Regions from separate parts of the Mus musculus genome. Here regions 1 and 3 are each linked to region 2. The links are chromatin contacts, called in public ChIA-PET and HiChIP or PLAC-seq maps. All regions are on one chromosome and are shown on one strand. Each heading gives the region's core, a stretch centred on a gene start, on an enhancer-like site or on the middle of the called end of the contact. The rest is flanking DNA. Distances are from core to core; before and after follow the strand shown.

The links. ChIA-PET counts read pairs in DNA pulled down with a chosen protein or histone mark. HiChIP or PLAC-seq counts read pairs in DNA pulled down with a chosen protein or histone mark.
Region 1: an RNA polymerase II ChIA-PET map of effector CD8 T cells shows a contact between it and region 2, with 10 read pairs. The contact joins two enhancer-like sites. A contact is called at or near these places in 27 of 484 Hi-C or Micro-C datasets (B cells, CD4 T cells, CD8 T cells and 20 more) and 9 of 115 datasets of contacts at active chromatin or transcription factors (T-cell acute lymphoblastic leukemia, bone marrow-derived macrophages, effector CD8 T cells and 4 more).
Region 3: a contact with region 2 is called in an H3K27ac HiChIP or PLAC-seq map of thymic regulatory T cells, with 5 times the contacts expected there. The contact joins two enhancer-like sites. A contact is called at or near these places in 2 of 15 datasets of contacts at CTCF or cohesin (large pre-B cells and pro-B cells), 13 of 484 Hi-C or Micro-C datasets (B cells, CD4 T cells, CD8 T cells and 9 more), 5 of 115 datasets of contacts at active chromatin or transcription factors (bone marrow-derived macrophages, embryonic stem cells, large pre-B cells and 1 more) and 1 of 9 other capture datasets (embryonic stem cells).

The regions. Positions count from the first base shown.
Region 1 is chr7:64,041,774-64,044,473 of GRCm38.p6, reverse strand. No RefSeq gene overlaps it. Among named protein-coding and RNA genes, the nearest start is that of Gm20670, 14 kb to the left of the region's middle. Within about 2 kb of position 1,388, at least 81 of the 459 cell types and tissues checked have an H3K27ac peak or open chromatin away from gene starts, as enhancers often do. A contact at or near this core is called in B cells, CD8 T cells, Th1 cells and 3 more, where this site is marked.
Region 2 is chr7:63,857,265-63,859,964 of GRCm38.p6, reverse strand. No RefSeq gene overlaps it. Among named protein-coding and RNA genes, the nearest start is that of Gm39023, 6.0 kb to the right of the region's middle. Within about 2 kb of position 1,299, at least 232 of the 459 cell types and tissues checked have an H3K27ac peak or open chromatin away from gene starts, as enhancers often do. A contact at or near this core is called in B cells, CD8 T cells, Th1 cells and 8 more, where this site is marked.
Region 3 is chr7:64,010,705-64,013,404 of GRCm38.p6, reverse strand. It overlaps Gm32633 (predicted gene, 32633), which reads right to left. Exons shown (of 6, transcript NR_169109.1): 4 at 1,624-1,756. Among named protein-coding and RNA genes, the nearest start is that of Gm32633, 25 kb to the right of the region's middle. Within about 2 kb of position 1,449, at least 172 of the 459 cell types and tissues checked have an H3K27ac peak or open chromatin away from gene starts, as enhancers often do. A contact at or near this core is called in B cells, CD8 T cells, Th2 cells and 4 more, where this site is marked.

The DNA of each region.
Region 1 (2,700 bases), core at 139-2,638, 180 kb before region 2:
TGTCTGTATCCCATGACCCACTCCCTCTCCTCTGGGACTCTGGAGCTCTAAGAGCTGAGCCCTGGGCTCTCTCTAGGCTCTGCTGCTTCACCTACCTGGCCCCTTCATGACATCCTCCTGTTGTTGTTTTAAGGGTCAAGTCTCCTAAGTCTCAAAGGTGCCTAAGGATTTTTAATTTATTCATCTACTGACTAGAAAGGAGACAGAAGGTTTGGTTGGGTAGGAAATGTACCTGAGTTTGAGGTCAGACCTGTCTCAAATGGGGAAAGGTTAGGCAGACAGCCCAATAGTTCAGCAGATAATGGCACAGGTCAAGAAACATCAGTTTCCACATGATGGAAAGACAGGATCAACTCCTGCAAGTTGTCCTTTGACTTCCACACATATGCCATAGCATGTTCTTGTCTCACTCTGTCCCCTACGAACTGTGCAAGTTTCTTTCCTTGTGATCAAAATACCTGGCAAAAAGCTGCTTAAGAGAAGATTCATTCTGACTTAAAAGTTGAAAGGACAGTTATCAGGAAGGTGTGGCAACTGGAGTGTCAGGTGACTGGTCACATTGTTTTCTCAGACAAGGAGCAGGGCCAGGCAGTGAAACCTGAATGCATGTCCCTAAAGGTTCCACCATGTTCTAAGAGAGTGCCCACAGCTGGGGACCAATAGTTCAACCATGAGCCTATGAGAGAAGCCTGCATTCACACACCAGCAGAGCCCACATGGAGGATGCCGTGGGATTCTTTCTGCTTGAGGGACACTACTCTCCCTCCCTCCGTGACTTGATAGCATCACATTGAATGCAGTTGTTTTCTCATGGAAAGCAGACAAGACCCAAAAGATGCTATCCCAACAGCAGAGAGGCCCAGGGTGACTCTGGAGCAGATGGGGTAAGGAGACACAGATTGCCTCGCATTTTACTTAAAAGCGAACCCTTTCCCCCCCAGGAATGGCAGCTGAGCTCCTTGCCCTGGCTCAAGTATAAAGAGCAAACCCACTTTTCTGGAAAGTGTGGCCACACCCTCCCTCCGGACACGGTACATGGGAAAGCCTTTCTTCTCCATTTCAAATGACCCTGTTTCTCCTTTTTTTAGATGCAAATGTTTATTTGGTCTGACTTTGAAATACCTCAGTGCAGCTGAAATAATTTAAGGCAGCCCTGCAAGAGACAACCACTTCCTGACCTTCTAACATGAGAGCCATGGCTGGGACCACAGAAGGGAATGCTCAGACACCTGAAGTGCAGTCTGGGCCCTGCCCTCCAGGGCCCTGCTTGTCCTGTAGACAGGATGGGCACTGTGCTGGAAAACTGCTGTGGCTACACAGACCGGCAGGGCTCAGGGAGAGTTCGTGTTGATAGGGAACCTTATATCTGCTGGCCACCCCCATGTGGGACTCACCTTTCAGGGCTTAGCTGTGCACTTTACCCCACATCCTAGAGGCACAGGATGTGCTCAGATCTGTGGCAGGAAATGACATAAAAAACACTGTGAGGACTAAATTCATGAACCAGCAACAGGGACAGTATCCAGGACCCCAGATACCTGAACCCACAGAGGCGTGTGTTTCTTCTGGGAAACAGCATCGTGTTTTCATAGAACCCAAGAGCATTCTACAGCACACTTAAAGTGATCTCTAAATGACACAACACCTAAATGTAAACAGCTCTGTTACACTGGAGGGCTGTTCCGTACAAGTATAGTTCCCCCTCTGGACCTGTGATGGGGAAATGGAGGCCAGCTATACGTAGAAAATAGGAGATGGGTGTGAATGAGGGTGACTGGCCGTAAATGGTGGTGCCAGATGATTTGAAAACTGGTGTGGGTCTTACAGACTCCGCTAATGTCAAGGGCTGACACAGTGGTACCCTATTTGTAGGTGAAAAACTGAAATGTTCTGCCTAGAACTGGGAGAGGGTGGTTAGGCAACATGCCTCCTTGCCGAGCTCCTGCAGCGGACGATCAGATAGGCACACACAACAGATGCTGTGGGGATATGGAAGTAGAGAATAGGGTTCACCCTGCACAGAAAGGCAACACAGTGATGAACAACTGGCCCACCATTAGAGAAAATACAAATGAACCTCTTAGGAGCCAAAATAAATCCCAAAGAGACCCCAATAGATCAAAGACATAAATGGAAAAAGACATGGACCATAGAGTAATGGAAGCAAATTTTTTAAATGTATAACGTTGGGGCTTTTTATTATGTTATCTCAAAGCCATAAATAGCATCATTGATTTCTTCTATCAGGCAAAAGCCAGCTATTATTGCATGGCAGAAAGTGTCCTGATTAAAGTTAAAAGGCAAGTCGTAAAAAAAGGAAAACAAGCTAAAAAACCAATATGCTATCTCCTTCCTGAGGATAGAGTCACCATGCAGGACAGGGAATAGCAAGATACATGTGTGTCTGTCATAGACAAGTGTCCTCTGCATAAAAATGCCTGTAGCTGACGTCATCGCTACAAATCGATAAGACAGAAATCCAAGCGTGGAGCTAGAAAATGGACAGTAGAGAGAAATCCTTGCCCAAAAGGAAAATTCCTCTGCACTTTTAAAAAATATGCTTACTCTAATCACAATAAGGAAAAAAAATGCAAAAAGATACATTAGTGAGATCCTGTTCCAACCAGCAAGCTGGGTAGCTGCTGTGGAAGGGTAGTGTGTGGTCCCGAATCTTGGGCACTTGGGCAGGTGATGAAACCT
Region 2 (2,700 bases), core at 50-2,549:
AGGCAGTGGCTTGTGAAGGCAGATCTGGGTCTGCACTATAGAAGCTGCCTGGCATTCTGGGTCTGGTGGGCCAGGGTGGCAGTCTCCTGGTCTGCTTCATCTCAGAGCTTCTGCCACCTTTGAACGTTAAGGAATGGAGGCAGGGAGACTAATCTGAGACACAGCCTGATTGTGAGCCCGCTTTAGAAGGGGTCTGAGCCTGTATTCCTGCATACCTAAGACCCTATACTCTGGAGGGGAACATTTAGACAGGACATTCAAGGTTAGCTGGTGTGTACAGGCAAAAGAGTTACTGGGAACCATTGTAGCAGTTCTTGGTGGGAGAAGCCCTTGGGTTGCAGGGCTCAGGAGGAAAAGAAGACAGGCCTCGGGGATGGAGATGGAATTCAGGAGCCAGGGGGTCCCATACATGGCTGCATCAGCATCCTTTGGGCAGCTTGCTGAACACACATTCTGATTTTACAAACCCAGGAAGGAGCTACAGTGTTTCCTGGGTGCTGGGTGCTGCTTCTGACACTTAATGTTATAAACTAACTCTATGCCTTTTCCCTTTCTTTCAGGAAGAAAGAAAGGAGCGTGGGCAAGGCCAGTTGAGCCTGTTGGGTGTAGTTTGGGGTGGGGTGACCTTGACATGCCTCCTCCTAAAAAAAAAAAAAAAAACCAACAACAAAACAAAAAACAACCTCAGAACTGTTTTTGTTTGTTTGTTTGTTTGTTTTTGTTTGTCTGTTTTGTTTTAAGTACCCAGAGTGCCTATGGGCCTCTGACAAGGCTCTTTGTCCTGGACACCCCTTTGGCCTTGTTACAGTCTAATGGGCCTTCCTGGAAGTGGAGCTGGGTCCTTAGTCCTGTCCAGATGTCCCTGTCCTGGAGAGTGCCGGGCCAGGAGAGGGCAGGGTGAGGTGATTGCTAGGAAAGGAAGTACACCGGGTCACAGTCAGCCTCTTCAAGCCGATTTAGGAATGTCAGGAGGGGAGGGGAGGCAGGTACAGTGGAGGGGTTTCTGTTAGAGACTTTGGACCTCACGTGGAGGGCAGAGTGACCCAGGGGTTCCTCCCGGTCCCCACACGTGCGGTAGACGGCCCCTGTGGTCTTGCTGTATGGTTGTGGCAGGTAGTGTACCGAGCCCGAAAGCAGTTAGGGACAGGTGTTCAAGCCTACAGAGGCGTGCTGTGCCCTTCTTAGCCCGAGAGCGTAGGAGATGGGTACCGGATCTCAGAAGCAGAGGAACCCAACCCTTCTCCCTACAACAACCAAAGGGACTCAGCGGCTTTAAAACGGGCGGGGCCCCGTGACGTCATCTCTTGAGGGAGGAGCGAGCTGTTTCCCGGAGCCACTTCCCACCAGCTCTTCGGTGGTGGGTGGTTCCTGGGCCTGCTGCTAGTTTAGGGCAAAGTCTTGATTTTCTAGCTCCAAGAGCTACTAACAAATCACTTAACATCGTCAGGCACTCTTCTCTCATTTATGAAATAAATGCATTTGTTTATAACTCTAGAGGAGCTAACGTATGTGCAGTACAAGGCTGACCTTTGTGCACCTTTGACACCGTTTTAATTTTTAAAATTAAAATATTCTCCGTGTATGGGTGTTTTGCCCGCAAGCGTGTCTGTTGCCAACTAAGGGTACTTGATCTTTCCGAACCGGAGTGACAGACGGTTTTGAGCCATCTTTTCTGGGATACGACTAATGTTCTCTGGAAGCAATCAGTGCCCTTAATTGGCATCTCTCCAGTCCTATCACCATTTTTTTATGGACCGTATCTAGTGGCCAGCATCTCCTGGCAATCCTGAATGCCGACGGATGAGGGTTGCAGATGGAGTAGAAGGACGCAGAGCACATGAGCAGGTGTGGAGTCTGTCGACTTCTAAAGTGACGAGGTCTCATCCCCTCCATTTCTCCCATCTTTCTGGGGTGGACCTCAGCCTGAGGAGCTAGGGCAAACTAGCCTTCTGAGGAAAGCATCACCTTGGTGCTGTTCTCTTGGCTGACCTCAAGTTTTCCTCCATCTGCGTAGTACCAGTGGGCCCGGGAGCCCATAATTAGACTAATGAGGTGTCTGTTGCACACACGTCTGTGCCTAGGCTCCACTCTGATGGCTACCCAGTAATTTGCCTGATCTCTCGGATAAGTCCTTTGCCTGGACAGGTTCCCACCACAAAGTGCCCCATCTCAGGGTGGAGCCTGTAATTGCTGCTGCTTTGCACGCTCTCTATTTTCCCACCTGCCTATGGCCCTGAGAGTCCTCAGGGGCCCGCCATCACATCAGGGGAACCCACTAAGCCAAGGGACGGGGCTGTGCAGGAGATGTAATAGACCATATGAACTGTCTGCTGTTTGAAGGCATGGTGGAAGAGGCAGCCAAACCTAGCCAGCTGTTGACCTTTTGGTACTGTGAAAGGAGTGGTGGGTATCTGGGAGATGCTCTGTCTGTGGGTCTGTCCCTCAGTGTTCATCCATGCTCATTTACAGTACCTTGTTCCAGGGCTTTGGGGCCTTTGTCGCTTCTAGATCTCTCTAAACACCTTGGTTTTTGAGCCGCAGCACCACAACCACAGCCTGCGAAGAGTGTGTGTTGGTGTTAGAACAGGACCATTGGCCCTGGAGAGTCTAAGTAGGAGGCTAAGGCTGCCTGTGGCTTACAAATAAGAGGCGGTGGGCAGGCAGGTACCATTTCCAGTTTTCCTATCCAGGCAGCCCCAG
Region 3 (2,700 bases), core at 200-2,699, 150 kb before region 2:
TAAAAACTCCTAACTGGTCAAAGTGTTGATAATAAGTGATTACTTAATGTTGAGTGAGACAGGTCTGCATGAACGACTCCCTGCCTGCGACTCCCTGCCTACCGAGGCTCAGGGAACTTTGTGAAAGAAGGGGTTGAAGGAATCTAAGAGCTAGCAGATAAGGAGGTATGCTGTGAAGTGCTGTCATCTCTACACAGCATGGCACTGCACCTATGAGCTCTCTGCCATGATAGCTATCTGCACAAGATCAGTCAACTCTGTGTGTGTGTGTGTGTGTGTGTGTATCTTTGTGTATGTGCCTGTGTGTGTGTGTGTGTATCTCTATGTGTGTATGTGTCTGTGTATATATGTATCTGTGTGCCTGTGTACATGTGTGCCTGTGTGTGTCTCTCTCTGTGTGTATGTATCTCTGTGTGTATGTCTGTGTATGTCCATGTATATCTGTGCCTATGTGTATCTGTGTGTGTGTTTCTGTGTGTATCTGTGTCTGTGCATATGACTGTGCATCGTGTGTGTGTGTGTGTGAGCAAGTGTGTGTGTGTGTGTGTATAAAAAGTGAGTGAGAAAGAGAGCACATTCTGTAGGAAGGGAATGCTGGGAGGTACCTTGTAGAAGTGGGAGAGAAGGGAAGAAGACCTGGGAGTGGGTCTGATCAAGACACATTGTTTATATGTACAGATTTTCAAAGGATGAAAGTTTTTTGGTTTTTGGTTTTTTGCTTTTTTTTTTTTTTTTTTTTTGGTTTTTCGAGACAGGGTTTCTCTGTATAGCCCTGGCTGTCCTGGAACTCACTCTGTAGACCAGGCTGGCCTCGAACTCAGAAATCTACCTGCCTCTGCCTCTCAAGTGCTGGGATTAAAGTCATGCGCCACCACTGCCCAGCGAAAGATATTCTTTATAGAGACAGGGAGAGAAGAATTTTTCTCAAATAAGCTACAAAGTGAAAACCCACATTTGTGATTTTCCTCTGACCTTCCCAGGCATGTCCTGCCATGTGCCGTATGTGCCCACGTGCACACAGGCACAGACACAAACACGCACGCACACATTCACACTGAGAACAATAAAAGGGAGGGGGTAGATCCCTCAGCCCTTCCACCATCCGAAGACTCTGAGACAAGCACCAACTACAAAACAGGAAGCCTACAGTAGAATCATCGCTCACCAGTGCCCCAGGCCCCAGCAGTGTGCAGGTTAAATCCCTGCTGTTTATAAGTTAAGTTAAGCTGGGTGGGGTCTGAGATAGTCTGTCGCAGTAGCACCAATTACCCAAGACATGGGTATGTGCTCTTCCTACCCTAGCAGCAGAAGCACACACACACACACACACACACACACACACACACACACACACACAGCCTTCTTCCTTTGCTTCTCCAGCCCTCTCCTCTCAGCAACTCTTTCATCATCCGGCCTCCGCACTCTCTCTGTAGCCAGTTCCCATGTGAGGCAATCGGGCACTGACTGTTTTTCCTGAGCAGACACATACTGACTGACTCAGGGAACAGACCACAGAGCTGGATCTCTGCGGCTGGGCTCGCTCTTCTCCTCTTTGACCATGCACGTGGAGATGAACTCATTGACCATGGGAAACGAGGCACTGGGTAGTCCTTTGATTATTACCTACAGTTGCTCGGGCAGAAGTACCAGAAAAGGCGAGGCTTCGGGACAGGAAGTTGCCACTGTATTCAAATGTTATGGTAAAGCTGGTGTCTGTGAAGATTGTGTGGGCGACTTCTGACTTCCCTCTAAGAAACTGTGAAGGAAAGATAAAGAGGGCAATGACCAAAGCAACAGCAACAGTGAGGAAGGGGAGGAAAGGAGAGAAAAGGAGAAAAGAAAGAAAAGCAAACAGAGGTGACCATAGTAAAATTAGAAACTCATGTTTAAAGATTTATTAATAGATTAAAAGCTGAGGCTGGGGAGAAGGCTTGGTGATAAAGTGCCTGCTCTCTGTGTGAGGATCTTAGTTTAGTTCCTCAGTTCCCACAGAAAAAGCCAGGGCTGGTGGTTGTGTATGTAGCACGGCCTCAGATGTCAGAGTCAGAACCAGATGGAGCCCCTGGGCTTACTGGGAAGTCTGTCCATCTGAAAAAGTGAACTACAGGTAAGTGAGAGAAGCCATCTCAAAAATCAAAGTAAGGAGCTACAGGGAAAGACACCTAACATTGACCTCTGGCCTCCATATGGCGTGCATGGGCCACTATACCATATAGACCAAGAAAGAAGGAAAGGAAGGAGGAAGGGAGGGAAGGAATGAGGGAGGAAAGGAGAAAGGGAGGGAGGGAGGGAGAAAGGAAGAAAAGAAGGACAGAAGAATGGAAGGAAGGAGAGAAGGAAGAAGGCATGCATACATGTACAACTTGGGGGCGTGTAGAATATTTACAAAACACATCCAAATAAAGGGCTGATGTCTACAATATGTAAAGAGGTCTTTAGAATCAATAAGAAGATTGTAGAAAAGCTGAGGACACAGTTGAGTGGTAAAGCACTCACTTGGCATAAATGAAGTCTTGGGTTTGGGCCCAGAACCATAAAAGGGAGTGGAGAAGCAAATACTTCAACGGGGAAAGAAAACATTAAAGGCTTAAGTGGAAACTTCATGAAAGAACATCTCTGAATGGCTAACAAATCTGATAGGGAACTCAACCCCATTTCTTCAAGGAAGAATTTAAACTACAGTGTATCATCGTGAGACCA